Regions from separate parts of the Mus musculus genome. Here all the other regions are linked to region 6. The links are chromatin contacts, called in public HiCAR-type, HiChIP or PLAC-seq and promoter capture Hi-C maps. All regions are on one chromosome and are shown on one strand. The core of a region is the stretch at or near the end of the contact, and the rest is flanking DNA. Distances in the headings are between cores, read along the strand shown.

What was found. Promoter capture Hi-C pulls out the DNA fragments that hold promoters and counts their contacts. HiChIP or PLAC-seq counts read pairs in DNA pulled down with a chosen protein or histone mark. HiCAR-type assays count read pairs that join an accessible place to other places.
Region 1: a promoter capture Hi-C map of the SN4741 cell line shows a contact between it and region 6, with 2.8 times the contacts expected there. The contact joins the enhancer-like site here to the promoter of Cemip in region 6. A contact is called at or near these places in 4 of 39 promoter capture datasets (the SN4741 cell line, hippocampal neurons and liver) and 1 of 484 Hi-C or Micro-C datasets (embryonic fibroblasts).
Region 2: a contact with region 6 is called in a CTCF HiChIP or PLAC-seq map of the NIH/3T3 cell line, with 6 read pairs. The contact joins the enhancer-like site here to the promoter of Cemip in region 6. A contact is called at or near these places in 11 of 39 promoter capture datasets (the 3T3-L1 cell line, 3T3-L1-derived adipocytes, cranial neural crest and 5 more), 1 of 15 datasets of contacts at CTCF or cohesin (the NIH/3T3 cell line), 2 of 484 Hi-C or Micro-C datasets (embryonic fibroblasts and embryonic stem cells) and 1 of 115 datasets of contacts at active chromatin or transcription factors (pancreatic cancer cells).
Region 3: a HiCAR-type map of kidney shows a contact between it and region 6, with 4 times the contacts expected there. The contact joins the enhancer-like site here to the promoter of Cemip in region 6. A contact is called at or near these places in 18 of 39 promoter capture datasets (the 3T3-L1 cell line, 3T3-L1-derived adipocytes, the C10 cell line and 9 more), 2 of 15 datasets of contacts at CTCF or cohesin (the NIH/3T3 cell line and embryonic stem cells), 32 of 484 Hi-C or Micro-C datasets (the AtT-20 cell line, the HL-1 cell line, MC3T3-E1-derived osteoblasts and 20 more), 4 of 115 datasets of contacts at active chromatin or transcription factors (astrocytes, embryonic stem cells, kidney and 1 more) and 1 of 9 other capture datasets (embryonic stem cells).
Region 4: a promoter capture Hi-C map of hippocampal neurons shows a contact between it and region 6, with 3 times the contacts expected there. The contact joins the promoter of Tmc3 here to the promoter of Cemip in region 6. A contact is called at or near these places in 3 of 39 promoter capture datasets (the C10 cell line, hippocampal neurons and stem cell-derived epiblast-like cells) and 1 of 484 Hi-C or Micro-C datasets (embryonic stem cells).
Region 5: a HiCAR-type map of kidney shows a contact between it and region 6, with 2.8 times the contacts expected there. The contact joins the promoter of Arnt2 here to the promoter of Cemip in region 6. A contact is called at or near these places in 8 of 39 promoter capture datasets (the 3T3-L1 cell line, the C10 cell line, the SN4741 cell line and 4 more), 2 of 15 datasets of contacts at CTCF or cohesin (the NIH/3T3 cell line and stem cell-derived epiblast-like cells), 5 of 484 Hi-C or Micro-C datasets (embryonic fibroblasts, embryonic stem cells and uterus), 5 of 115 datasets of contacts at active chromatin or transcription factors (craniofacial prominence, embryonic forebrain, embryonic stem cells and 2 more) and 2 of 9 other capture datasets (embryonic stem cells and liver).
Region 7: a contact with region 6 is called in a promoter capture Hi-C map of stem cell-derived epiblast-like cells, with 3 times the contacts expected there. The contact joins the promoter of Cfap161 here to the promoter of Cemip in region 6. A contact is called at or near these places in 6 of 39 promoter capture datasets (the 3T3-L1 cell line, cranial neural crest, embryonic stem cells and 1 more), 4 of 484 Hi-C or Micro-C datasets (the HL-1 cell line, embryonic stem cells, myocytes and 1 more) and 1 of 115 datasets of contacts at active chromatin or transcription factors (bone marrow-derived macrophages).

The regions. Positions count from the first base shown.
Region 1 is chr7:84,556,157-84,559,134 of GRCm38.p6, reverse strand. All of the region lies in intron 1 of Gm2115 (predicted gene 2115), which reads right to left. Among named protein-coding and RNA genes, the nearest start is that of Gm2115, 29 kb to the right of the region's middle. Within about 2 kb of position 1,539, at least 28 of the 459 cell types and tissues checked have an H3K27ac peak or open chromatin away from gene starts, as enhancers often do. A contact at or near this core is called in the SN4741 cell line and embryonic fibroblasts, where this site is marked.
Region 2 is chr7:84,520,917-84,524,041 of GRCm38.p6, reverse strand. No RefSeq gene overlaps it. Among named protein-coding and RNA genes, the nearest start is that of Gm2115, 6.5 kb to the left of the region's middle. Within about 2 kb of position 1,486, at least 54 of the 459 cell types and tissues checked have an H3K27ac peak or open chromatin away from gene starts, as enhancers often do. A contact at or near this core is called in the NIH/3T3 cell line, embryonic fibroblasts, hippocampal neurons and 1 more, where this site is marked.
Region 3 is chr7:84,433,725-84,436,896 of GRCm38.p6, reverse strand. All of the region lies in intron 1 of Gm31284 (a long non-coding RNA gene), which reads right to left. Among named protein-coding and RNA genes, the nearest start is that of Gm31284, 5.0 kb to the right of the region's middle. Within about 2 kb of position 1,831, at least 3 of the 459 cell types and tissues checked have an H3K27ac peak or open chromatin away from gene starts, as enhancers often do. A contact at or near this core is called in kidney, where this site is marked.
Region 4 is chr7:83,583,617-83,586,528 of GRCm38.p6, reverse strand. It overlaps Tmc3 (transmembrane channel-like gene family 3), which reads right to left and starts at 1,598. Exons shown (of 23, transcript NM_177695.4): 1 at 1,349-1,598; 2 at 97-243. The coding sequence starts at 1,437.
Region 5 is chr7:84,408,610-84,411,383 of GRCm38.p6, reverse strand. It overlaps Arnt2 (aryl hydrocarbon receptor nuclear translocator 2), which reads left to right and starts at 1,346. Exons shown (of 19, transcript NM_007488.3): 1 at 1,346-1,529. The coding sequence starts at 1,499.
Region 6 is chr7:84,085,011-84,087,833 of GRCm38.p6, reverse strand. Cemip (cell migration inducing protein, hyaluronan binding) reads left to right here and starts at 1,329. Exons shown (of 29, transcript NM_030728.4): 1 at 1,329-1,576.
Region 7 is chr7:83,793,559-83,796,324 of GRCm38.p6, reverse strand. It overlaps Cfap161 (cilia and flagella associated protein 161), which reads left to right and starts at 1,486. Exons shown (of 7, transcript NM_029335.3): 1 at 1,486-1,583; 2 at 2,240-2,329. The coding sequence starts at 1,515.

The DNA of each region.
Region 1 (2,978 bases), core at 290-2,789, 470 kb before region 6:
AAGCCTTTGTGGTTCGATGATAAGGCTCTTTAGGATGGCTCTTTGCCCCAGTACCACTGAACAAACCAAAAAATAATGCCAATCATCCCATTTGCATCTGACTGGTGCATACATATCAGGTCCTTGTATTAAACTGGGTTGGTTTTTTTGTTTTTTGCTTTTTTGGTTTGGAGTGCTGTATTTTTGCAAAGTATACCTTCAGAGATATTTTGCTTAAAGCTCTACTGAGAGGATCTCAACTCTTCCCTATAGTGTTGCTAAATGGCCTATGTTAAAGTTTATTGTTTCTTAGAAAAATTGTAAGTCCATTCTGGGTTTTACCTGGTCTTTGTCTACCAGTTGCTCTTCAGCATCTTTCTATACCACCCTCCTCTGCCCATACCTGTGCCTTTTGTTTTAATCTTCTAGAGATGGAGAAACATGCTAGGTGTCTGCCACGCCATCTTTTCTTCCTGCTAAAGGACATTATCATTGCTTGTAGAGATTATTCATTCTGTTCAGATGCCCACAGAACAATGATTTAATATACATTTACAAAGAATATTCACAAACATATATATAAATTCTAAAAAATTTAAATTGTATGGGCAGCCATTCTAACCAGAAAGAATTAAACAAATGAACAAACTGATAGCTTTATGATTCAAATGTCATTAAAATAATTATTGGGTTAATGATAGAGTGTAATTACAGAATATTTAGAAAATCACTCTATGAGACTAGGATATAGTAAAACCCATTGGGCAAGATGAGTGACAGCTGTTTACTATACTCAGAGACAAAATCGTGATGTTCACCAGAGAACAAGAGGAAACGAATGCAGTGAACCAAATACTCAACCAAAGAAGGTACACAAACAGCACCAAGGGCATCTGGAAGATAAGATTAGCAGAGTTAAGAGTGGTAGCTAATAACTGATAAAGCAAACCAACCAAATTAAAAACAAGCCCATCAGCAGGTTCTTTGTTAAAGTCTGAATCTAGACAAACTTGAGATAAGTTTACTCTAGAAGAGAAGAACCAAATACACACCCCTAGGAAGGAAATGAGCTATCTCTCTCTCTCTCCATAGATAGATAGATAGATAGATAGATAGATAGATAGATAGATAGATAGATAGATAGATAGATAGATAAAAACCCTAATGAGCTGATTCTGTGTAAAACTCAACCAAGACACAGGAAAACATCAACAATAATGCTTTTCCAGGGGAAAAAATTAAATGGTCAAAATTGAGTGAAAATCTCAAACTAAACAACCATATGTAATGTTTGTCCTGAGTGTTTCCTGGCAATGAGTTGGATTAAGTCCCAGTAGGTAGGTCAAGTCCAAATTCATAAAGCTGACTATCATCCTGCAAGGATCATGGGCTACCCTTGAAACAACTCTGGATCAGGGTCACGCATTCTTTTTCTGGAAACACTGGGGTTGTACATCTACTAGACATGTTTCTCCTCATGGGTCCTAAAGCAACAACAACATATTTCCTGCTAGTACTTCTATTAAGCTGCTCTGCTAGGGTACCTATTTTGAATATTTGGCTTATGACTAAAGCACCACAGGGTACGTATTTATGACCAAAGGGCTAATCACTTCCAGATGGAGTGTCCCTTGAAGACAAAGGCTGGCCTGGAAAAACTCACAAAACAACTAGGAAGTTAGCTCCAGACACATCCACATAATTCCTTCAGTGTAAGGTTGGGGATCCTAATCTTCTTCAGCCCTCTCCCACGACTCCTAATGTCATCGCTCCATCCATCTGCTTACCCATTTGGGCTACATTGCTGGGACAGTAGCTGGGCTTTCAGGATGGCTGAATTCAGACCTGTCCCAGAACTCACAGCATTAGGAGTTTAAAGCAACCTCTCTTTTTTTCTACTTTTTCCATTAATGAATTTATTTATTCACATTGCATCTTGATTGCAGGCCCCTTCTCCTCCCATCCTCTCTCTCCTTCTCCTCTGAGAAGGGGGAGGTCCTCCTGGATACCAACCCACCCTGACACATCAAGTCACAGCAGGACTAGGAGTTAGCCACAGTTCCTGCTCTGCTCCAAGAGCAACTTCTCTTTACCTAAGGCAGTAGATGGCTCTTCTCCCTTTGATGGTTCCATTACTGGGGTTTCATAGCTCTTTCCTCTGGATTTTTGTTTAGGGAACTATGGGCTACTGAAGCAAACTTCTATATCTTCAGTCCTTCAGAGAAAGAAGAGGACCATCACTTAAGTCTTCATTTCTAGGGGCCCTTTTGTATATGTTCCTGGATCTTTCTGGCATCTTCCAAAATATTGTCATTAAAGTTTATGTCTCAGAAAGAAATGGTAAATTCAATCTTTCTGTTTATTCATCCACTTAGAACCAAGATGATATGTTTTTTAATTCTGTGTTTATCTCAGCTTTCATTAAAGAACTTTGAAGGCAGTGTTTCCATTCTCCAAGGCCCTACCATACTCTATAGAACATATTTTTTCTGGCTTTGCTCATACTAGACACAGGGCAAAAGCACGCTGTTTTTTAATAGTACTTTCCCTAAATTAATCGGATCCTTTCTGCAGAGCTCTACTGAGATTCCGCATTCCTGTAATTGGCAAAAGCTAAAGGTTTGCAAGTTAGAGAAGAGGTACTTCTTGCTTCAAGACCATCTTTCATTTGTTTCCATACATTGAGATCTTGACCATTCCTCCTTAAACTTTACAACTGTTAAATGGCAGCAGGGCCAACCAGTTCACCCATCCTTCACTGTCATTGCAAAAGTAATGTGGGCCTTGTTTACAAATCATCTGTCTTTTCATATAGAACTAGAAACAATCAAAATTCAATGCATCGAGGCTGTTTTAGAGTTTAAGAGAACCAGACTCAGGCAGAGCAAGAGACCTGATCAAGAATCTCCTTATGTCCCCTCAGGGAACCAGAACCCTGGCGCTCTAGTTGCTAATGCAGCAACTTTCCAAGACATTGACAACTCAGTGGTTTGGTTTCC
Region 2 (3,125 bases), core at 237-2,736, 440 kb before region 6:
CAAGCACTCTACCAACTGAGCTAATCTCCAGCCCCTCAGGAGTCCTTTAAACGACTGGCAGCTCAAACATCAGTATTTACCTTACACGAACTATTATTATAGTCATGGGGGAGTATTTACCCTACATGAACTGTCAATGCTACAGATGAAGAGTCCCTTGCTGTCACCCCAGGGTAGGTGTTAATGTTCTCGAGCATAGTCATTGCTTCAAAGAGGTTGTGTGGAATTTCAGCTTTGGCATGGGGTTGGCTACTGTTTTCTGGGTTCCTTCCAGGTGGCAGGTTCCTGACTTCCTGGCCCTACAGAAAGAGAACTGGGTGTCTATGCTTCCAATCTATCCCAACCTTGTAGCCACAAAAGGAGCATATTCAGAGAGACCACTCTGCCACTTGTAATGCAGTTCAGGAAGACAATACCACCTTGTCTCCAGACCTGGAGTCCTTTTTAGTGTTCTCTCTTGTCCTCTGTGTTTCCTGCCTCTCCTATGAATACCATTTGAAGGCAATCAGTTTTACACACAGAAGATATTCCCTTTAGTGCCCAAGTCAGGGAACACCACTGCTTTGCACAGAGGTCAGCAGTGCTTTTCACCACATTCTAAATTGCTTAGAGCATCTTAAAAGATCTCCAGATCTTTCTCTAACCTCTTCTCTGATGTCCCTCCCTCGTTCATGCTTCTGCACTCCTGACAGCTCGCAAGCAATTTCCCTGTATTCCATTTTGTCCTACCCCCTGGGGCTTCTACTCAGACTGTGCTCTTCCTCCACTCTCTGCAGCGTCTACCCAGCCGGCTCCCTGCCTCACTCAATGATTTGTGACCTCCATGATGGTTCTCTTCTACATGATCATTCTCTTCCACCTGCTTCCATTGCACTTGCCTTGCTTCACGAACTTTCCTGCTCTTCTGTCATGTGACGTGTTTGCTGATACACCCCTGTTCTGTCTACCCATTAGCTGGGTAAACTTAAAAAGCAGAAATACCAGCTTGATTCTGTATCATTGGAGGCTTGTCTGAGTTGAGAGCGTAAAAGTCCAGATGCTGTTTTCAGAGGATGGATGAGGCTCTGACTCCTAGGAAAGCTCAACTTTGGATTTCACTCCTGTTTAGCCTTGCTGGAGCACAGACCAGCTGCAGTAGCCCTATAGAGAAAGGATGAGACACCCATCTCAGAAAAAAACTCTGGTTTCTAGCTCGGGAGCCACTTGGTGGCTACATATTAGATAATCTTCCATCCAGGCATGGATTTGGGCCAGTCACTTGCTGCCTTGGTCTCATTTTTTACACTGTACTGGGGTTGAGGCTGTTCTGAGAGCTTCCTGTTAGTGCTGACTTTCCTTTCTTTATCCCTGGATGGGTGGAGGGGGCAGCTTTTGAGGGAAGCTTTGGCAAATTCCCAGCTGTTGGCTGTTGTTTAGCCCAAGGTGCTGTTTATGCCTCTGTTCTGGGCTCTCTGCCTCTGCCAATGACACAGCATGGCCATTGTAGGGTCAGCTCCTCCTCCTGCCCATTCTGTGGGCTTCAGGGCCGCAGCATCCTGGCTGATGCATGCTTTTACTCTCAGAAGGCAAGACAGCAGAGAGAAGCAGACATTGGTGACAGCCTGTCCTTTCTCTTTGTACTTTGGGAGAGCTGATGGATGATCCAGCCTGAAATGGAGAGAATCAAGGGAAAGAGATGACTGCTGCCTGCTGGACCAGACTTATGTGTGCAGTGCTCACTCCTACGCATTCTGGGCACATCAACTATCAGCTTACGGGACAGAAGAGTGGGTGGCAAATTGTACCTGTTTTGCAGATGACAAAATAGAGGCAGAGAGAAGCATACCCCAGGTCTCAAGACTTCAGTTCCAAATACCAGAACCTGTGCTCTAGCCTTCCAAGTCCTTGCTTCATAGTTTCTGTTTACCTGGTACTCTGTCACACAGAAATGCAAAGTGTCATTGAGTAGCTAAGTAGCATCTTCCCTGGGTTAATGCCTCCTGAGGTTCTGTCAAGCCGTGGACTCAGAATATTTAGCTAGCAAGGAAAGACTAGAGAACTTAACTGCTTTCGGTCCCTAAGAGTCAATAGTGCAGAGGAGGGGGAAAGACCCAACAAGAGGAGATCCATCAAGGCAGAATATCAGCCCAACAACTCTCTTCCCTTATACTTAAAAAGGGCATGCAATGCTGCTTCTACCTGCTTGAAATCTTGTGACTACTCCATGAAGAGGAGGAGCGGAGTGTGAGGGAGAGGGCATGGTGTGGGGAGTACCCTATTCACCAATCCTTTGTTACCTTTTCAAGAAGATGAGTTCTTAGCATGTGAGGTGTGGGGTGCCTACATCTTGGACTTCAATCTCAGGGAGTGTGAGGAGGGGAGCTGAAGGTTCAAGTGGAATGAATTATTCTGCCTGATAAAAAGACATGAATGCAGTCAGGAAAACAGCAGGGAGAGGGAAGGGAGACAGAGGCAGAGAGCAAGCTTGTTGGAAATGATTCAGAGCTGAGCTGTGAAGATGTCAGAGGTATGACTGGAGTAGCCCAGAGAGAAGCCAGAGTGAGTCAAGACAGTGGCATTTGAAGCAAAGTGGGGTGAGGGAAAGAGACATGATGTGATGTGAGCAGGCTTTCAGGAAAGCCATAAGCTTTCAGGCATGCCATATTGTACACCCCCACCTGATCCCTGCAGAGATAATCAACCGTCTTTCAAAGTCTAGCTTGATATGGACAGTTGGTAGGCTCTACTCTGTGGAGATCTCACTGTGCCGGAGAGTGAAGGTCGTTGGGGAAAAAAGGCCTCCAGGGCCATGAAAAGCCAAAGGTGAAAACTTGATAATTGTCATGAATTCTTAATTTGGTTCTGCTACTTGCCTAAGAACATGCCATCTCTATACTCTTCCCTCAAAGTCTCAGGCTTCCTATCTCTAAATGTGGATAAAATTATATCTTTATTTTAGGTGTGTTGTGAGGGTTAAACTGTTAAAAAAACAAAAAAAAAAACAAAACAAAACTCCTCTCCTATTCATACAGAAATGAAAGGCAGGCGACAGTATTGACAGCCTATGGGCTGGGTTTCTAACCCACAGTCTTTTAAGGTAAGCCTTGAGAATGAAAGACTTAGGCCCCTAGGCTTTCAAGTTTGGA
Region 3 (3,172 bases), core at 582-3,081, 350 kb before region 6:
GAAAGGGATGATGCAGACGGTAGAGATGGTAGACTGTTGCTTACTGACTTGCTCAGCCTGCCTTCTTATAGAACTCAGGACCACCAGCCCAGGGATGGCACCACCCACAGCAGGGATCTCCACAATTAGTAATTAATAAAATGCTTTATAGCTGGACCTTATGGAAGCATTTTCTCACCTGAGGCTCTCTTCTTTCAGATACCTCTAATCTGTGTATCAAGTTGACAGCATAAGACTAGCCAACCCACACACATGCAGCAGAACAACTCACCAGAATTTCATTTCCAGTTTTAAAGTCTAAATCACAACTGTTAGGGGCCACCTGAGGAGGACCCATACCTTGACTAGACTTCTATTTTCACATGGTCCGTGTGTTTGAATGTGAATGTGTGGCTGGCGGGGAGACCCGAGTGCCTGGGAACACATGTGGAAGTCATAGTACAACTTATGGGAGTCAGTTTTCTCCTTCCACCATGTGAGTCGCAGAGTTTGAACTCAGATCATCAAGCTTAGATTCAAGCACCCACTGAGTCATTTCACCAGTCTTTGCCTTCTTCTATAAACCTTACCCTAACAGGACTCTGAAGACAGACTTGGGGTGGGTGGGGGCTGGTATGACCTGAGACGACCTGATCTGACTAGTGAGAGTATACTACATTTATTGAAGGGTCACCTGGTCCTTTGTAAATACACACAGTTACTATATGTTAATTAGAAAATTAAAAAGTACAATTTAAGACAGACATGACAGCTCACATCTATAGATACAGTATTTTAGAGGCTTGGTCAGACTTTTGTGAGTGGTGTTTGTTTATTTTGTTGTTGATATCTTTGTTTCTTTCCCCACATGGAACAAATCATCTTCTACTTTTGACTAAAAGAATAAAATAAAATTAAGACTGAGACAATAGCATTGATATCAAATGAGAAACATGGGCTTTTCCTCACATTAATATCATGAATAGGCAGTTTCTATTAGTCTTTGTCCAATAGAAAAATGCCTTGATGTTGAATCATTATAGCAGAAATGTTTAGTTTGTTCCCTTACTTTCCTGATTCTCAAAGCTCATATCTTGTAAAACAAGATGTTCATTACCACTGATTTGAGTGCGACCTTGGTTTCTCCTTTAGAAACCTTCCACTTCATCCCTCTCAGCCCCCTTGTTTCTGACACAGAATACTCAGATTTACATCATTTTAAGCTTAATTTTGGGCAATGACTGCACACAGTCCTGGTATAAGAACTTAATCATTTGTCGAGTCTGGAGGAAATTATGTTAGAGAAATGAACCAAATACAAAGAATAAAAACCCAATGTTCATATGTATCTAAGGTAAAGTTTATGATTAAAGGTTAAGGTATGTTTAGTCCTATCTGGGTTGGAATGGAGAAGGGATTCGGAGAGGACTGTAAATGTTATCGGGGGCAATTCAACAACTCCCAATGTTCTAAGCACAATAGTATTTCAAAATAGCCAGCAGGAAGGATTTCAAATATTTCCAACACAAAGAAATAAGTATGTAGGGTAGTGGGTTTGTTTGTTACCCTGATATGACCATTGAGTGTATGCTACTTGTATTGAAGGGCCACCTGGTCCTTTGTAAACACACACAGTTGCTACATGAATAATTATAAAATTAAAAAGTAAAATTTAAGACAGGTGTGATAGCTTACACCTCTAAATACAGTATTGCAGAGGCTTAGGCAGACTTTTGTGAGTGGTGGTTGCTTATTTTGTTGTTGAAAAGTCAAGTTCAAGGTCTAGTGAGCTGGCATGGGCAAAAGGTCACCTGGACTTTCTAGAACAGCCTCCTCTGTTGGGTGGGGCTCCCACTGCACCACGTGGGAGGCAGAGTTATGAGCCCTGACTCAACGTCTTCATTAATTTTCCTCAGCCAGGTATGGCTTTAAGTCAGATCACATATTGATCCAGCCTGATGCTATGGCACTTAAAAGACAATGACCCAGCCTCAGCTTGCTTGAGGACATGGCTATATATCAAGGAAGGCTTACATTCTCTCTGCTGTAAACATCAGTCTGTTTCTTGAGAGTTCCAGAAGCCAACTTTCCTTGTGGAAGGCCCAAAAATAAAGCTCCCTGCTCTCTGTCTAATGCATGCTGGCTTCACAGCAAACAGCCAGTGTAGTTTAGATGACAAGGGCTTCTCAGCAGAGGATAGCCATAGGTACAGATCAGAGAAGGAAGAGGTTACTGTATGTCTTACTGCTAGACGTGTAAGATATACCCAAATGCATAATTTATTCACATTCACCGCTGAATACTTATTTTAAAGTGGTTCTATCAAACTTCAATCATCGTTTGCCTGTTGGTAAAGGTTATGTGTTTGTGATGTCTAGGTCTTAAATGACTAGAGAGAACTGTGTACTTGCTCCTGGTGCCCTTTTATAATCGTTTCTTCAGGATATGTATCTGGGAGTGGAATTGCTAGTTGTAAAACAAGTACATTGTTAACTTGACAGAATGCTGGCTGGGTTGTTCTCAATGTAGTTCCCTTCATGCCTGGAAGTGCCTACAATAGTTGCAGAAACCATATTAAACTACCACAGCATCCAAAGTGTTGAAAGTATTAAGTTGCACACCCATGATTAAAGTGACCATTAGCCAACAGTTCACAAGGCCAGCTTTTAGGATCTGTGTTATGCACTATAGGATGTTCACCAATATTTCTGATTGTGTCCAGAATCCTGGGTTAAGTGTCTCTGAGCAGGACACTGCTGCTTTGGAGAAGGCTTCTTCCCAGCAGGAGTGAGGGGCACAACTGGTTCTGCTGTTAGCCTGGCTCCTGGGGAGGGAAAAGGACTTACCACCCATGCAGAGAGGACATCTGTGGAGCCTGAATCACTCAATCCACCACTCCAAGGGCTTTATTTCATTTTCATGTCAAAATGTAATTTTAAAAACCAGACCTTCACTTTCCTCTAGGCCCTTGAATCCATTAAGTTTTCATACCAAGGTTCTTCAAGAGCCTTGAAAAAATTGTAGTGTTGAAAAATGTTCCCAATTGGCTTCCCTTCCTCGGTCTCTGTGCTGCATGGTTTAGTGTTCAGCACTGTCACTGTGAGTGACAGATACTGTACGTAACAGATGTCAGGGGTTGGACAAGTTTTCTCTGTTGTTACAGAACCATCATTTCAAAGTATCTCTGTCCTTG
Region 4 (2,912 bases), core at 349-2,848, 500 kb after region 6:
CAAGCATCTTTGGAACTTCTCTGAGTGAGATGCAGGATGGTCACAGTTCTTGAATCAAAACTCTTATTAGTGAATGCTGTGTAGGCCCTTCCTTACCTCAGTGCCCGCAGTTTCTGCCCCATGGTCCAGGGTCTGCAGCGGATATTTGCCATGAGATCTTTCTGAAACTGTATATTCTGGAAGATTTGTTCCGGATCACTGCTGTCTCCCGTTTCATCAGCATTAAAGCTGTCATCGGAGTTACTGGGTGGAAAAGGGGAATCATGGAGGAAATCTGATTACAGAATTGCTTTCAGCAAAGGGCATCTTTCTTGTGTAACTTCTGCATCTCACTGTCCCAGGGTCATCTGTAGTGTGTGTGTGTGTGTGTGTGTGTGTTTGTGTCCATAGACTGACAGAATTTGGTAATGTCAGCAGTCCTTAGAAACTCATTTGTAGATTCTATTACTTCAGTGGTCAGTGAAAAGGAATAAGTTCTCATGGCAAACGACAGCAAAGGAGAGAGGAGAAGAGGAATTCCCACATTTGATTCCATTTTTGAGGAACAGTAGTTTTGAGAAGGGACACAATGTCATCTATAGGCTCACTGAGGTGAGGAGCAAAGCTTGGAGACACAATTCCTCTTTCTCCCACTCTAAAGGTAAAAGAAACAAACATGTGGCCTGTGTTGCCTGGAGATGCCTCTCTGTTGTGTTCATTTTAAACACAAGATAAGAGGTGAGGCAGGCAGTGGTTTTTACAAACAACAACAACAACAACAACAACAACAAAATGCGTTAAATGACTGCATTGGGCAAACTCCTTAGGGCATAGCTACTGTGTAGAACAATTTTTCAACATTTAACAGGGACTTTCTTCCATAGTAATTCTAAATATGTAACTCAATATTTTTTTAAGGAGATGAGTAACCTATGGCTTTTGCAAAAGAACACATTTCCTCTCATTTTGATCAGGAAGTCTTTTATTTCCTCAAAGGAAAATTTCTCTAGAGTTAGAGGAGGTTTCAGTATTTAACAGAAAATCTTCCCGAAACACACCTAAGACGTTCAGTTCTCATCCCCGCCCACATCCCCGTGCTCAGAAGCGTTTTCCAGCAGACACCTGATTTATCAGAGGCAGCAGATGGCTTGTCTGCTCTCTTCCGACGCTAGCAATTGAGGAAGCAGGGAGAAGCAGATGAAGCCCATGTGTGGAATTGGCAGGCAACAAAATAAGTGCAGGATACAGGCTTTGGAGCTGGGAGCTTGCAACTGTCTTCCTCTCTGAGCATTGCTGTGGTCGCCACCCCAGTTCCTCATGACCCCAGAGAAGTAAGTTTCTGCACTGGAGAACCCAGCAAGGCACTCACCCAAGAAGCAGGGAGTCCTGGTAGAGATAACACTGGCTGGCGTTTCTCCGAATGCTTCTGTAGCGCTGGGATGCCTTTGAGGTTTTCATGAGGCCTGGTCTGTAGCCAATGGTCCCTAGGGATAGCCAGGGAATTGGAAAGCCTTGATTTTGCAGGCAGGGTTCTGTTCCAAATGAGCTGTCTGAAAGAGGCCTGCAGAGTTGACCTGCTCTCCTCCTTCAGAAACAGGAGCAAATGTCTGCCTGCATCTGGTGCTCAGGGCAGAAAAACCAGGAGGGCAGCCAGGGTCATACATATGTAACAGTGAGGTGGGTGTGTTCACATTGATTGGCTAAGATCGGGACAGTTGGAGGCGTGGCCCAGTAGCCTAGGGCTGTCTTGGTTCTTCCTAAAGTCCATCAGTAATCTCTTGTGCCCAGACAGGGCTCAAAGACTTGCAAACTCCTCTACATCTGACTACAGCTGGCAGTTGCTAAACACTTTAGGAGCATAGGAGGCAGGGTGTGGTGGGTCTCTCCAGAAGAGACTTAGAGACAGCAAGTGCACTGCCTATCCAGGCACAGACAATAGCACTCTATTCTTTTCTCCCTCTACATCTTTTTGATTTTGTACTTTGAAAGATGTCAAGCTTACAGAAATGTTGACATCACAGTACCATGAACCTCTGGCTACTTTCAAGCATTAACCATTTACATGTTGCCACAGTTGTCTCAGTACCACCCATGTTTTCCCTGCTACCTACCTACCTGCTACCTAACAAATGCTTAGAAACCAGTAAACTCTAGAAATAATGATGTTTCAACCTTCAAGACTTCCATGTTCTAGTAACAAAAAACGGGATTACTTTAGTTCTAGTCTTACATGTATTAAGTATGGACATATCAGTATGCATAATGACCCATAAAGCTGAGTTTGAGAAAAATTAAGATTTTTATTTATTTCATATTATTTTATTTTCATCTCAGGGCTGGAGAAATGTCCCATAAATTAAAAGAATTTGCTACTCTTGCAGAGGACCTAAGTTCAGCCCACTAACCACCTCTAACTCAAGCTCCAGGGAACCTCTTCTATCCTCTATACATGGTTCTCGTTTCTCTCTCTCTCTCTCTCTCTCTCTCTCTCTCTCTCTCTCTCTCTCTCTCTCTCTCTCTCTCTCTCTCTCAGAAATGCTTAGAAAACAAGACTCTGGAAATCCATGTATGTTGGAGGTCAAAAAATGTATAGCTTTAGAAAATGTGGCATCTTGCCCATACAAAGGCCAAATGGGGCCCATTCCCTTATCGCCTGCATGTTTCCTTTGTTAGCTGTACACTGGCTTTTTAGCCAAACATCTTATCCCCGGCCAAGGCCTTTGGTGCACTTGGGAATTACAAACCTGTTTGCTAGTGAACACCCAGAGCCCTGGCTGCTTGCAGGGAGTTAACACACTTGTGTGTAGCTGAGCAGGCTAATGCAGTGCTAGAAAGCATGGCTCAGCTCTGCTGAACACTCTGTCTTGCCCACATTAAGAACTCTACATGAGCAGAGGTCAGGGCAGTGCCCCAGACAACAGAGCAGAAGGAAG
Region 5 (2,774 bases), core at 97-2,596, 320 kb before region 6:
TCAAATTCCAACCTACATCTCTCCTCATTTCTGTCTGGGCCTCCCCTCCCCACCCACCCGCCACCCCTGCCCCTTAAGTAAATGCACAGTGTGTATTTTTTCCTTTGAAATGTCTTCCCTGTATTCTAGTCATTTCTTCAAAGGTGACTTTCAATGTCATCTTCTTTCTGTCCCTTTTGCTCAGCAGTGACCACATTTCAGGGGCTCTGTTTAAGCTTCAAAGAGCGGCTGCCCCAACTCAGGTGGTCTCTTGTGTCCTTCCTTCCAGCTCTCTCCTATCCAGGAAGCCCTGCAGCCCTGAAGGAGGTCAATCCTGTATGCTCAACACCCAGGTCTGTGCCGGGAATTCAGAATTTTCAGTGTTTGTCCAATTGATTTATTATTAGGGCAGTAGAGACAAACGCTTTTCCAAAGACAATGATGGTTTAAAAACATACTCCAATCATCATTTCCCTATCCTATTTCATGCATGCTTCTTTGGAAATAGTGTGGTATTTTTTGCAGATGTTATCAGTGTTAGAAGGCACAGTGCCTTTAATTCTGGCCTGGGGTGTGACCAGCCTTCCAATCTCACCTAATCAGGGCATCTACTGTGGAATATCACCTCCAGGAATCCCAGTGGCTGCCTGGAAAAACCACTCTTCAAGTATCCCGTGCTCTTATTTTACCAGCATACGCAGATGAAACCATTAGAAATCTTCTTAAAACCTCAGTATGGAGGTGTGAATAAGGCCCTCGAGAGGACTCTAATAAATGCTGACAGTGGCCATGTCCTCAAGAAGGCAGAGCTAGACACTGTCCTCAAAACCTCCCTGGCTTCTCTCCATTCCTGAGCCAAACTCTGTGCTGGAGCTGTGTGCCAGTGCCTTGGAGGGACGGTGGCCTTGGGCATTTCTGGGTGCCTCCCCTTAGGCCCTCTTCTGCAGCCCTAGCCAGGGTGCCCGGGAGCTCAGTGGCGCGGCCCTGGCATGCTAAGTGGTTGCACTGGGACGCCTTTGTTTCTTAGGCCGGTTGTCCTCTGCATCCAAATGGGTCCTTTGCTCACCCGCTCCTCCGCGAGGGGACAGCGCCTCTCGGCGATGTGTCCCTGATACCTGGGGACCCTACTAGGGCGGATAGGGAGTGCGCCGAGGCCTCTAACCTGGGCACCTGCGCGGACCCGAGGAGGGTCCCGCTGCCCGCTGCCCGCTGCCCCAAGTCTCGCGGTGCTACGGCTCGGACCCGGGAGCCGCGGGCCCGGCACCCCAGCCGCACCACAAAGGCTGAACCCGGAGGAGGCCCGGGAAAGGAGGAGCGCGGGTGCGCGCAGAGGAACGGGGAGCGCGCGGGGCGCGGGGAGCAGCGCGGGCAGGAGCGCGGGGCGCTCTGAGAGCGCGGGAGCGCGGGGAGCACCGCCCGCACCTTCCTTTGTGTGGCGCGGCCGCGGCGGCGCTGGCCCGCGCCGGGTCCCCGTCCCCGCCCCCGCCCCCGCCCGGCGCTCCGGTCCCTTCCCGGCAAGATGGCAACCCCGGCCGCCGTCAACCCTCCGGGTGAGTAGCGGCCCAGCCTCTGGCCGAGCCTGAGACGCGCAGCCCCGGGGTGGGGAGTGGCCGCTGCCCGGCAGCATCAGCACCGGCCGTGGCATCCTCGTTCTCGAATGGTGCTCAACCTGGTCCTGACGGCGCCCGCCGCTGCTGCGTGTAACTAGATGCTCGCCCGCGGGCTCCAGAGCCACAGGGGCCAGCGGATGCCAGGTGTCGCGCTGAGCGAGAGAAAAGTTTGAAGCGGGGATTCAACAGGGCAGAACTCCTGGGACTCTTTCGCCTATCGGCCCCGCCTCCCCCACGCTGGTCTTTGGCGGGGTTTACACCTGGCCAGTGTATATGTCCCAGTCCTTTCTGGACAGGAAAAGCCTAACTGGTAATAATGGCCTTCAGCAGCCCTATCCCTCTCCGATTGTCTGATGTCGCTGAAGGTACAGCCTGTGACCCTTGGACTTATGCCGTCAGATTAGAAAAAAAATGGAAGGAGTTCAGGAATGAGTGGGAGTGTTAGGCTCCTGTTGAAATGTGGCGGGGGAGCCCTATTGTCATTGGCAAAGTTCCCTGTCTATCATGCAAGGCTGAGAGGATAGACATGTGACTGCCTTCCCGCTCCCAAGTTTTAGGTTTTGTGTTGTATGCTTTGGTTCTGGAGAATCATAGGTCCCTGTAGATTGAGGCAGGGACGGTCAAATAGCTTAGACCCCGGGAAAGCTCAGTGGAAGAGGTCTTGTGTTGGGTGTGGCCCCAGATCAGGTGGAGTGAACTACCAGAGTGCTTATGAAAGAAGAATGTCTTCAGAGTAAGTTATGAGTGGAAGATCCCCTTTGTCCATGTTGGTCGGGGAAGGTTGAGGGGACTCTGGACACTTTAGCCTGAACTTGTAGAAGATACAGTTTGAAAACGCAGACACACAGACTGAGAGGCATTACAGGCATAAGTCATGAAGTCATGATGGCCATGCTCTAAGCATACACTGGAAGCCAGTGAGTAAGGTGTGAGAGGAAACAGAGGGACCTGACATTGAGTTGCATGGATGTGGCTAGGTCCAAAGGGCCATGGAAGACATGGACTGTGGCTTCCTCTTCCTACATCAAAAGAGAGTTTTAAGTAGTACTGAACGGAGGAGCCACATGATCACTGCTTTCCTGTAAGGTTGATTTGTCAGCTGTGGTGAGGTGATACAGAAGATAGGAAGACGAGAAGCAGGAACTGCGTGGAGAAGAGGCAGGTGCTGCAGGTCAGACTTAGCTG
Region 6 (2,823 bases), core at 80-2,579:
TAGACTGGCCCTAAAGCCTGCACTGAGATTCCTAAAGCTGGTGGGCACTGCCTAGAATGAAGACCCTCTCGCACAGCAGTGAGCATAGGACATTGGCAGGCAGGAAGAAATGTGTACTTGAGAACTCTCATTAACCAGAGGAGGGAGCTGAGCAATAAGTCTCAAAGAGGGACAGCATATAGAATTGCAACCAAAGCTGTCATCTTAGAATTAAAATGAAATGGAAAAAAAAATCCCCAGCACCTTTCACCCTTTTTGCCAGGGTCAGAGTGGATAGGTAGCTGGTGCTCAGGGCACCCAGTGTTGAGGAGATGCTAGATGCTCTGGGTGGGCTTACTTATTCCTATGGCAGAGGATAACTCACTGGTGGCACTGTCTTGTTTTGATCCTTGAGAACATTGTCCTGTCCAGGCACAGACTACATGCAGGATAGCAAACACTTACTATGACTTAGTACCCACAAAATCTCACTGAAATCCTCTCTCCAGGCTCATGGGAGCCCAATGGTGAAGTCCCTTGTTTATGGTCAAGTAACTGGCATGTGCAGAAAACTGACACATGTGAAGAAGTAACTCTACTATCCGTGTGTGTGTGTGTGTGTATGTGTGTGTCCCCTAAGACAGAGGTCAAGCTGCTTGGAGTGTTATTTGTTTTTGAGACCGGGTATCTCTATTTTACCCGGACTGGCCAGCAAGCCCCAACAAGCCACCTGTCTCCACCTCCCCAGCTCTGGAATTACAAATTAGGGCTATTGCCCACCCAAGGCATTTTTATGAGGATTCTGGGAACTGAACTCTGTTTTTTCAAACCTGTAAACATCTTAGCGGTCATCTCCCTAGCTTTCAAAACAAGATCTTCTCTAAGAGACCTCTAGACCTAGGCGATCCTGGATTCTGTTGCTATGTTGGCTTACAAAAAGTGTTACGGGTTTGAAATCTAACAGCCTGAACGTAGAGTGGTGGCGACTCTGTCAAAATCTCTTTTTTCTGGCTGACTGTCCCTTGGGGAGGCCACTGGATACAAGCTGCGCTTCCATCACTAAGCCCTCGGAGGTCCGCAGCTTTCGTCCTAGGCTCCAGCGCCCTCACCTGGTGGCCACGGCTTGTCCCGGCGGCGGCTCTCGGGCTCAGGTCTGCGGCTCCCGGAGCGGCCGCCAGAGCCCGCCCGGGTCCAGCCCCGCAGGCCGCCCACCGCGGTGAGTGGGAGGACGCTGCCCAGAGACAGGGGTGGGACAGGGGGGACGGGATGAGTGCGGGCGCCGGGGGCTCTGGTGGGGAGGAGTCAGGCCCGGAAGGCGACTATAAAAAGCGTCGGCTCGGGCTGGCAGCTCCGAGCTAGCTACTAAGCCAGTGAGCGCGCGGAGTCGAGCGAGGAGCGCCTTCTGCGCTGAGTGGCAGTGGTCTGGTGCTGCTGGAGCACTGTGCCGAGTGAGGTCGGAATCTGCACCCCACTTTCCGCCAGCTCCCGTCCCACTTGCTTACGCTCAGGAGCTCAACGCGTGGGATCAGATACTAGACTACGGGATGCTGCACTCCAGATCCCCGAGGCGTGGCAGGGTCTCGGTCATCAACCTGAGGTAAGAGGACCGGAGCTAGGGCGCGAGGGCTGCTTGGGTTAAGCTATGGGGAGGAGAGGAGAGACCGGATCCCACATTCTCCCCTCTGTTAGGTAGAACGTTGCCCTCCATCAGTCTGATTGTCCAGCCTATTATTCTATGCTGTCTACCACTGTCTGTCTGTCTGTCTGTCTGTCTGTCTGCCTGCCTGCCTATCCATGAATATATTGGTGGGCACACGCCTCCGCCACGGTCCTTCGTCTCTGAAATCTTTACAAATGTCAGGTGTTGGGGACACCATCGTCCAGGAATGTATTCGACGGGAGGTGGATTTCTGTTTTGCTTAGTTTGTGCCCCTGTGAATGGCACCAGATGTTCACACAAACAACAGTGTCTAATCGAAGAGAGATGGCCCCTAGGCAGGTCTCGCAAGGAGCCCGGTGCAGGGAACGCGCTTACCGTGTGGCTAATGGTGAGCTTCGCAAGACTGTACCTTGTCGCTACCACGTAGGCAAGGTCTCCTGGGTTCCCTAACCTGCCTCTGCCCTCCCAGTGATACGCTGGCACCGGGCTGGAGGAGATGATCTGATGTTAGACGACCTCGGTGGCCTCTGCTGTTATTTAAACAAACACTAAGCCTGGCAGCGCTGCAGGGACATTTGGTGGCCCCTGGCAACAGACAGCATCTGCAAGAAGGGTCTCGCTAGATTGACAGAAAAACCAAGGTCTCCATAAGGCACAAGACTGAGTTGTCCACGGTTCTCAAGCTCTCCGCTCTGGTTCGGTGACATCTCGGAATGAACCCCAGAGAATCCTTGTGCTCTTGACCGAGCGTTGTGCCGGTGTTCCCCAAGACTGGACACTCTACCCGCCCCAGGTCTGAGGTTCTCAGTCCTGCTCCGAGCAGCCAACTCTGCCCACAGGTAAGACCTTCTCTTTAAAACCAAGCTTTTGATGTGAGAGCCACGGCTTGGCTGAAGCCTGTCCAGGAGACCGTGAGCCAGGGAGTCATTTCCATCTCCGCGGTCTGGAGAGGGACCCTAAGGCGCGCCCGCGGGCGGGGAATAGGCTGCTCCGCGTGCCCAGGCTCGGCGCCACCATGGACAGCTCCCAGCTACTTCCGCCACTCGGGGCCTGTGGCCCTGAGTCTGGTGTGTTCAGGCACCTCCCTCACTGATTAAGGTGTTCAGACACTAGGAAGGTAGAGAGGGACTAACAGTCTTGGGGACCTAGGCATTTTTTTCTGGAGGCACTAACCACTCAGGAGG
Region 7 (2,766 bases), core at 237-2,736, 290 kb after region 6:
CTGTATGAGCAATTACACATGCTGTCTATTGTTCACTGCATGCTACAAGGCTGGGTTTAGCAGTTTGAACCTAGGGATGCTGCTAGCTTCTCTGAGTCGGTCTCCAGTCTATCACATATTCTGAGTGACTCCTGTCTGATCCAACAGAATGCCTGACTTAGCACCTTCAGAAGCACCTGAGAGTGTGTGTGGTGCTGGAGGGGCAGGCAGTGGAGCCAGAGAGGAGCAGAATATTCCTACTTTTGTGTCTTATGCTTCAGCCTCCGGCTCAGGTCCTTCCAGGTCGACAAGGACACCTCCCCACTACCCCAGGTTTTGCTCAGTTGTCATTCTCATAGTCCCCATGACAGGAATGATTCATCCATCAGCTCTCCCAGTCTGTCTTTCATCACATCTTCAGTGACCTGTGTGTATTACAGTCTTCTGAAGTAATTTGTTTTCAGCATCTGGCTTCCCTTGATAGACTGGGTTTGGCTCTCACCTTCCACTTCTTGCTTGGGGTGGGAGACTCTGCACACTGGGGGACTGATTAATGAATGTATTCAGCTAGCAGCCAGCAGCCAGCAGCCAGCAGCAGGTGGTACTACCTAACTGCCTGTTCACCCCACTCATAACACAATATCCTCTTTAGGAAATGTTGGCTACACAAACTTTTTTAAATTAAAAAAAATTTTTTTTTAATATCAGGAGTGCCTGTAAATTGCAGGTTTGTCTTTGTGTTTGGACATGGGAAGGGAGGGTTGCTATAAAATTTGTGAAAATACAGACTGTCACAGAAATAGATATACACATTAATATATGCTAACACAGTAGTTTCTTCCTTTGGAAGCTGTGAGGTTTCGGCAATGCCCCTCTTTTTGTGTTTAGGTTTTCCAGCGTCTACAGTAAAGGGGTGATGTTTTGTGAAATTGCTGCTGACAGTGATTAGGAAAATAGGCTGGAGTTGAACCAAGCTTCCACAGAAAAGCTAGGGGCACTCGGGTTCCACAGCACTTTAACTTAGATTTTAGTTTAAAAAGCAAACAAGACAAACAAACAAACAAAATACAAAACCAAACATCAACAAGAACAACTCAATATTTTATGCCAGTTGTAGGCTGCACACCTGTGAGTCAAGAAGATCTCCAGCGCAAGACCTGACTGTGTTACATCATAAGTTCAAGGCCAGCCTAGGGTATGTATCCAGACCCTAACTTAAAAACCAAACTCTCCCCCAAAAAACAACAGAAAAAAAGTTTCAAAAATTTCTCCGCCTAGGGAACATTTGGAACAGTGTCCCCCGTCAGGGGTTTCCCAGATCTGCTTTGAGTGCTAGTCATCTGAGACAGTGGCAGTGGTGGGAGGGGCAGGGCGAGCTGGAGGGGGCGTGGGTCTAGTATGCTGTCACTTATTGGCCAGCCAAAGAGATCTTGACCAACTGGCAACTGGCAACTGCCTGGTCGTCATGGCAACGAAGCACGCTAACTCTGAGTGTCAGTGGAGGCTGGAGCTGGCTTTCAAGAGAGCAAGGGGCGATGGCGCAGAACGTGTATGGTCCTGGAGTGCGGATGGGCAACTGGAACGAAGATGTCTATTTGGAGGAGGTGCGCAGACTCCTGTCCTCTCGCATCCCTAGGATCCCAGACCCTATCCTGCTATCCTGCATGTTCTCTCTCTGCTGAGCATTTAGCATCCTATCACCCATCTTCATCTACTGCCCCCACCCCCCCTGTGCACCTTTGCTACCCGAGGTAGTTCACCTGCTGTCTCTGAGCACCCATGCTCACTGAATGTCCCGCTCCACATTTCCTGAACCCAGAGCAAGAACAGCTTGCCGCCTCCCGGGCCCTCTGGCCCTCACTAGGTTTGTGACACTCTCAGGTCCTGGAAAGGTTCTGGGTTACAAACATATGGAGAGGCCTGGGCTTTTCACATTCTCACCCAAGTCAGGAGGACCCCAGTAGAGACTGCTGACCTCCTATATATCACTCCTGATTGTTTCTGGACGAGATAAGCACAGGGGTCCTATCCTTCCCTTCCTTATGCATTTCTCTTTTCATCTCCTGCTCCCCGCCCCTGCCTCTGCCCCCATGACGTGCTGCCTACTGACATTTTTGCCATCCCCAGAGCGATCACGTTTCCTTTTGTGTCCTTGAACTGTCTTTGAACTTGAAGTGCTTCTGAGGAAAAAGCTATCAGTACCTGTGCTCTGCAACAGCTCTGTCCCTGACTCCCCTTTTCTCGGTCTCTGCATCCCCAGGAGCGCATGAGACACTTCCTAGAGAAGAGGGAAAAAGGAGAACTTCTTATTCAGAGAAACAGAAGAGTGAAGAAGAACATTTTGAGACCGGTAATGTCAAATTCCAATGCCAATTTCAAAATTCTGCCTAGTTAAGTGTGAGTTAGGCAAAGAAAATTTCTATGAACAAAGTAACCATTTAGAAACTTTTAAAAAAATTAATAAAAAAGTATAGTGTTAAAATTCCTCTAGATTTTAGAAATTTAGATTAAGGGTTAAGATTAGGTTAAGAAATTTAGAATTTAGATTAAGGGAAGTCTGTCCTTAATTATGTTTACTTAATTGTTTGCATTTTCTAATAAAGGGGTGGATTAATGCTTTTACAAGTAAAGTGCCTTTCAGCTGCTGTGCAAAAAAAAACGTTTAATAACATTGAATTGAATAAATTGACAACGGTAAACTATGTAGAGTCCAACAGCTTCGCATGATCTTGTTTGGGGGTCATCAAGAGCTTGAAGGATGCTAACCAAGGATCTGAGGAAGGGAGG